Regions from separate parts of the Bos taurus genome. Here region 1 is linked to region 2. A link is a contact called in public Hi-C data. All regions are on one chromosome and are shown on one strand. The core of a region is the stretch at or near the end of the contact, and the rest is flanking DNA. Distances in the headings are between cores, read along the strand shown.

The links. A called contact is a pair of places that touch in the nucleus more often than the background predicts.
Region 1: a contact with region 2 is called in a Hi-C map of an unstated tissue, with 2.6 times the contacts expected there. The contact joins two enhancer-like sites. A contact is called at or near these places in 4 of 11 Hi-C or Micro-C datasets (blastocyst, liver, skeletal muscle and 1 more).

What each region holds. Positions count from the first base shown.
Region 1 is chr1:127,690,333-127,693,428 of ARS-UCD2.0, forward strand. The region is part of intron 6 of PXYLP1 (2-phosphoxylose phosphatase 1); the gene reads right to left. Among named protein-coding and RNA genes, the nearest start is that of ZBTB38, 82 kb to the left of the region's middle. Within about 2 kb of position 1,294, at least 9 of the 102 cell types and tissues checked have an H3K27ac peak or open chromatin away from gene starts, as enhancers often do.
Region 2 is chr1:127,526,383-127,529,946 of ARS-UCD2.0, forward strand. No RefSeq gene overlaps it. Among named protein-coding and RNA genes, the nearest start is that of RASA2, 59 kb to the left of the region's middle. Within about 2 kb of position 1,764, at least 8 of the 102 cell types and tissues checked have an H3K27ac peak or open chromatin away from gene starts, as enhancers often do.

The DNA.
Region 1 (3,096 bases), core at 44-2,543, 160 kb after region 2:
CCTACTCCGAATGAAGAGTATTGAGAGCAGAGTCCCCTCAGAGATCTGGGCTGGGACAGGTCTTAGCATTTCCAAATGACTTGCACAGAGGGGCCAACACCCAGAATCTGTGTCTGGCCCCCAGTTTCTTCTGGGCCTACCCTGCATTCTGAGGCCACCTATGAAAGGCCACCAGACCTTTCTCCTTTATTCCTCACAAAAAAAAAACAACAAAGAAAGCAGAAGGAAACTGAGGCCCAAGCCATTCACAGTTAAGATGTGGCTGAGCCAGAGCTTCAGCTCCCATGTGGGCCCAACCTGTGCTCTTAGTCCCGGCTCACATCACCTTCTCCCTACATGTTCATGCCGAAATATTACCCATTCAGGGTGTCTCCTTCTCTCCAAACACAACTTGCATCTTCACAACCCGGCTCCTGTCCTTCCCTTTCTCTTCCCAGTGAAATCCTCATCCTGACTCCAATACTATAACTCCTTTTCTGTCCTTCTCTTTCTCCCCCAGGTGGAATTAACCATTCCCTCCTGTTCACACAGGCTGCTGGACTTCTGAGGCATTCGCTGCATTTGCTGAGCCTAGCATGTGCTAGAACTGTACTCAGCGCTTTACACACACTGTCAAATGCAACTGGCCACCAGCTCTGTCGGGAATATGTTACATGCCCCACTTCATAGGTCTGTCTACTCCAAAGCCTGTGTTTATTCTGTAAGAACCTGCAGCTGGCAGCAGCACCCTCAGGGGCCTCCATGCCGTGCCATCCAGTCGCCCTCCTGCCCTACACACGGCAGCTGCTAAAGCACCTGGGACAGAGTAGACACTAATGACCAACTGCATCTTACATGGTTCCTGTGAGGTCCCCAAAGTGTGTCACTTATAAATGATTATTCCAACAGCGATGCAAAATTTCAAATAGATAAAAATGACCATTAAAAGAGACCAAGGGAATAGGAGCAAACTACCACAAATAAGATTTCTAGGGCAAGGCTAATTTGAAAAACACTGATGATAATAGGTCAATTGGAAAGAAAGATGGGAATGAGTAAACTACTTGATGCGATTACCCTGACCTCCCAGCCAGCTGATGGACACTGACCCTCAAGGACGCCATCAGATTCTCTCAAGAACGTGACCGTGTAAGTTCATCTCTACATGTGGCCAGGACTGTCTCCATTGACAGACACACAGCAAAACCATAGCAGCAGAGACAGACAGCTTTTTTATCGCTGGGACCAGTCTCTGGAGGCCTAGTCATATTCTTGCCCTTAGAGTCTGTGAGTCATCCTCAGTCTTTATAATAAATGTCCTTTTTTTTCTTTTTGGCTTGAGTTGGTTTCTGTTACTCACCACCAGTGGTTCTCAGCAAGCACAGTTCTGCCCTCAGGGAGGGTTAGGGTTGTCATGGTAACATGGGGAGGAACATTGCTGACCCCTTGTGGGTGGGGGCCAAGGGCTGGACAGTCTTCACGAGGAACTGTTCTCTGTTCTGAATAACTTTTGAATGTACAAGATATTCCCATATGTGAAAATCCTTCAAGTTTTAATACTTTAATCCTTGAAGTTTTAATACTTCAATTTCAAAACTGTTTTTTTGTGTCTACAGACATAAAACCATTTTTGCATAACATCAACATCTACTGAATTTTCCAGAAATAAATTAAGGGACATCTGTCTTTTGTCTTGATCACATTTGTCAAATAAATCATGTCCTGATATACGGGGTATTAAGAGTCATCAATGTACGGGGTATTAAGTGTCATCAATGTACATCCTTTGATCAGTCTGCATTTGCAGCTGTCACCACACCCATCTACACTTACGTGCAAGCAATTGATTACTTCATTCTCTTTTCTAACAAAGGTGTGATCAAACATTTATAGTGAGATATATACAATTACATAATAAAATCATTTCCTTTTGTTTGTACTTCATATTACAGGTAGGATACCTGATATAACTGTTTTGTAAAATTATGTATATAGAACGGTTATATTTGAATTTCACTTTGGGATAGTTCAGAGAGCACCACAAAATACTTGTTAATAAAAGGGGGCTCTGGTTCTGGTAGGAGAAGGACTCCTCTATTTTTATTTGTTTTTAAAATATTTATTCATTTGGCTGCTCCAGGTCTTAGATGCAGCATACAAGATCTTCAGTTGTGGCATGTGGGATAGAGTTCCCGGTTCAGGGACTGAACCCGGGCCCCCTGCATTGGGAGCACAGGGTCTTAGCCATGGACCGCAAGGGAAATCCCAGGACTCCTGCTTTAAACTAATGCAGAGCTTGCACATGTGGAACTAATTAGCAAAAGCTTTTGACAAAACTCCTTGTGCAAGGCTAGTCCTCCAGAGCCTTCATCTTGCCCCACTTGGTCATTTACCATCATTCTCCCCAATAATAATAGTTTTCAAAACATGGGGAAACCAATGGGGTTTGATGGACCTTCTTTCCATCAAAGCTGAGGTCCTAAGATGCTGGTGGATCAAGAAACAAAATATGGTCATCCTGATTCCTCCAGAAAGACCAGTGACCACACAAAGGTCCTCTGAGGTCTCAGACTGAAGACAGGAAGCTGGAACCTCTCGGGGGCACCAGTTCTTTCTCGTGCCAACCCACAGTTAACTCACCAACCTATGCTGACAGTGTACTGGCTGCACAGTAGTATGAGCAGGGCCGCAGAGGAAGAGATGGCTTTTGTGAGGAACACACTTGCAGGCTCCATGTGTGGTGGGGCTCTACCATATGCATGTCCCTCAGATCTGGGCACTAAAACCTTTTAGCTGTTTCGTCTTAAGTATCTAAGAATATGGGACTGGTTACATACATCATGGCCTATCCATAGTGGAAGAATATGCAGCTATCAGAAACTATGTTGTTGATGAACACATATTGGTAGGGAAAGATTATCACAATACATTATTAAGTGAAAAAGTGGGCTACAAAATAGTGCTGAGGAAGATACAACCTGTGAGAATGAGTGTGTGTGTGTGTGTGTGTGCATACCCATGACTGCATACAGATATTAACACTGCTGCTGCTGCTGCTGCTAAGTCACTTCAGTCGTGTCCGACTCTGTGCGACCCCATAGACGGCAGCCCACCAGG
Region 2 (3,564 bases), core at 514-3,013:
AACAACACAAAACTGATGACAATACCTCCTTTTGTCCCAATCTGCTGGAAACAGATCAGTGGTTTCCCGCTGATCTGAGTGTAAGATCAAAGTCCTTAGTGTGATCTGGGAGGGCCATGTGGACTGGCTGTGGTCCTCCAGTCTCATCTCAGATCCATCTCTCTTGTCTTCTGGCCACCACTGGTTCCAGGGCACCCTGTTCGTTCTAGAGGCAGACTTTTGTATTGTATTCCACCTGGAAACTCTCTCCCATTTCAACTCTCATTCATCCCTTAGACTTCAGCTCAGAAATTACTTCCTCAAGGATGTCTTCTCTTGAACTCCCAGACTTGGTTAGGTCCCCCCATCAAATATCCCCATAACAATATGTATCTATTCTTTATAGCACTTACCATAGTTGTAATTATTTAGCGTATTATGTTTTTCACTAGATCACAAATTCCAGGGACCAATGGTTTCACCCACTCTCGGATTCTCATTACTTGGCTCAAATATGTTTTGAGTGAATGAAACATAACTTGCAGATACATACCTGAAGACTGTCCTCTGTTACAAACTTCTGATCTGTGTATCTAGTTGTCTATTGGCAACTCCATCCTTCCAATTGCTCAGGCCCAAAGCTCAGAGTCATTCTTGACTGTTCTGTTTTCCTCATCCACTTAAATGGATTTAAGTCCATTTTCAGGACTTAAATCACCTGCAAATCCTATCTTCAGTACATCCCTAAGCTCAGCTGGACCATACAAACCTCCCTAGGAAGTTGTCTTGCTGCTTCACAGGTACTGAGAAACTCTTTAGGATCTAATTTCCTCAAAAATAAATTTCAGGGACTTTCCTGATGGTTCAGTGGTTAAGAATTCACCTTGCAATGCAGGCAACTCAGGTTTGATCCCTGGTTGGGGAACTAGGATCCCACATACTGCAGAGCAACTAAGCCCAAGTACCACAACTAAGACCCAGTGCAGCCAAATAAATATTAAAAATAAATAAATTACAAAGGGGGAAAAAGCGATGGGGGAACCAAAGATTAAAAGATACTTAGCTATATCAACCAATTGTAGTGTGGGACCTTATTTGGATGCTGATTCAAATTGTAAAGACGATTATGACAATTATAAGAATATTCAGAAATTTTAATGAATGAATTTGATAATATTAAGGAATATTATTTTTGAAGGTGTGATAATAGTATGGTTATATTAGAAATGCTTATTTTTAAAAAAAAAAGATATATTCTGAAATATTTCGACAAAATAGTATGATGTCTGGGATATGCTTCAAAACAATACAGTACAGAGGGGAAGCAGGTGAGGGTATAGGTAGAACAAAATTGGCTACGAATGGTGGATTGTTGGAGTTGGATGATGGGTAGATACACTGGAGTCCACCATAGTATTCTACTTCTGCATGTTTGAAATTTTTTAAATTCAAGATTAAAAACAGTCTATCCAGAATGTGACCTAGTCCATTTTCATTGCTCCCATTTTTGTCCAGGCTACTGTCATCTCTCCTGTGTGCTGTCTCAGCCTCTCATCTGATTTCCCCACCCCAACCCGTCCTGTGGTCTGTTCACTGAACTTCGGGAGGGTGAGCCTTTAAACACATCAGATGGTTTCCTCTCTGTTTAAGCCCTGCAATGGCTTCTCATCTTGCTTGGACCTGTGATTCATCTCTCTGACTTCATCTCCTAGCACTCAGACCCTCATGGGCTCCTCCAACCCCCACTATGGCCCTTCTGCTTTCAGACAGAAAAAAAGAAAACAAACCACTCTTTGGCCAGACCCATGAGGCCCTAGTGATGTGCCCTTAGCACACCTCTCTTGACTCACCACCACAAAGGTGATGAGTCACCACCCAGGCTTTTGGGGCAAAATATATTCACTCCTAGCTCTTTTTAATCAATTCTACTTGGACCTGCTCACACTAGGAAGCCCAAGCTCTGTAAGCCCCAGCTCAGTGCCAACGCTCCCTGCTTTGGTTCTGAGTCCCTAGGAGCTCAGGGCTTATTTTGTAATCATCTATTGCCTCCTTCCCTGGACTCAGATTCCTTGAAGTCACAAGTTACCCCTTTTATCTCTGTAGCCGTAACCTTGACAAAATCCCGGATACTGAAAATTAAACATATTTTGAATAAATGAAATAAAATTCTTCATAAAATTCTTCTTTACAGCTTTTAAATATAACAAAGTGTCTTGTAACTGGAATAAAATACTCCTATGATTCCCAGGTGGTGCTAGTGGTAAAGAATCTTGCCAATGCTGGAGATGTAGGTTTGATCCCTGGCTTGGGAAGATACCCTGGAGAAGGGAATGGCGATTCACACTAGTATTCTTGCCTGGAAAATTCCATGGACAGAGGAGCCTGGTGGGCTACAGTTCATGGGGCCACAGTTGGACATGACTGAACATATAATGACACAAAAAGTCATAACCTTAAAAATTATTGAAAAAGATGCTCTTCTCAGTAAAACATACTAAATAGAATTAGTTGGTATCTCAGACGTCATAAAGGAAATAATAAAAACGTAATCCCATTTCTGCTATAAACAGTTTTTCCAAATCTAAACTTGGAGTATTTAGTTTTAAAAACTGCACACCAACTCAACTCGCCTGCTCACTTGCTTGAATATTCAGGGTCAAAGGCTGCAAACTGGGGAGGGAAGAAGAAAAGGAGGGGCTAAGAGGGGTTAGATTAACAGAGGCCACAATGCGGGTGTGAGTTGAGGAGTTTTCAGATAAAAGAGCTTGAAATGGGAAGAACTATTGTCCCCACAAAGAGGAATAGATGGAAACAGGGAGTGGAGTAAAATCAATCAATCGGAGGTAAGAAAGAGGAAAGTGAGCAATAAGGATAAAAAGCCCTGAAGTCATTAAAAGGATATGTACAGGGGCTTCCTTAGCAGTCCAGTGGTAAGACTTCACCTTGCAAAGCAGGGCATGTGAGTTCGATCCCTGGTCGGGGAGCTAAGATCTCACATGCCTCAATGCAAAAACAAACAAACAAAAAAAACTACCCAAAACATAAAACAGAAGCAATACTGTAAAAAATTCGATAAGGATTTTTAAAAAATGGTACACATCAAGAAAAATCTTAAAAAGGATATGTACAAACAGGACTGCTTTGTGTGATTTGTTTTTATGGTTTTAATCTAGTTTCTCAACGGTTACAAATGCTTTCAATAATAATTATTCTGTTTTGATAGATAAAATTAAGTTCCTTTTAGCAGACAGTAGTTATAGAATTTTTGGAGAATTTGGTTTGGGTTGCCCTTCAAATACAAAACTGATGCTGTGGACCAGCAATCAGGGCTGGACACTTGAGCTGTTTTCCCTGTGCTGCTGATGGGTTATATTGCCTGAGCCTCTGGCTCTCCTGTCACATTACCCATTGTGACTAATTGCCTGTATTTGCAGATAAGTAGCTAAGGTTGACGGAGAAGGCAATGGCAACCCGCTCCAGTACTCCTGCCTGGAAAATCCCATGGACAGAGGAGCCTGGTAGGCTGCAGTCCGTAGGGTCTCTAGGAGTCGGACACGACTGAGCCACTTCACTTTCCTTTTTCAC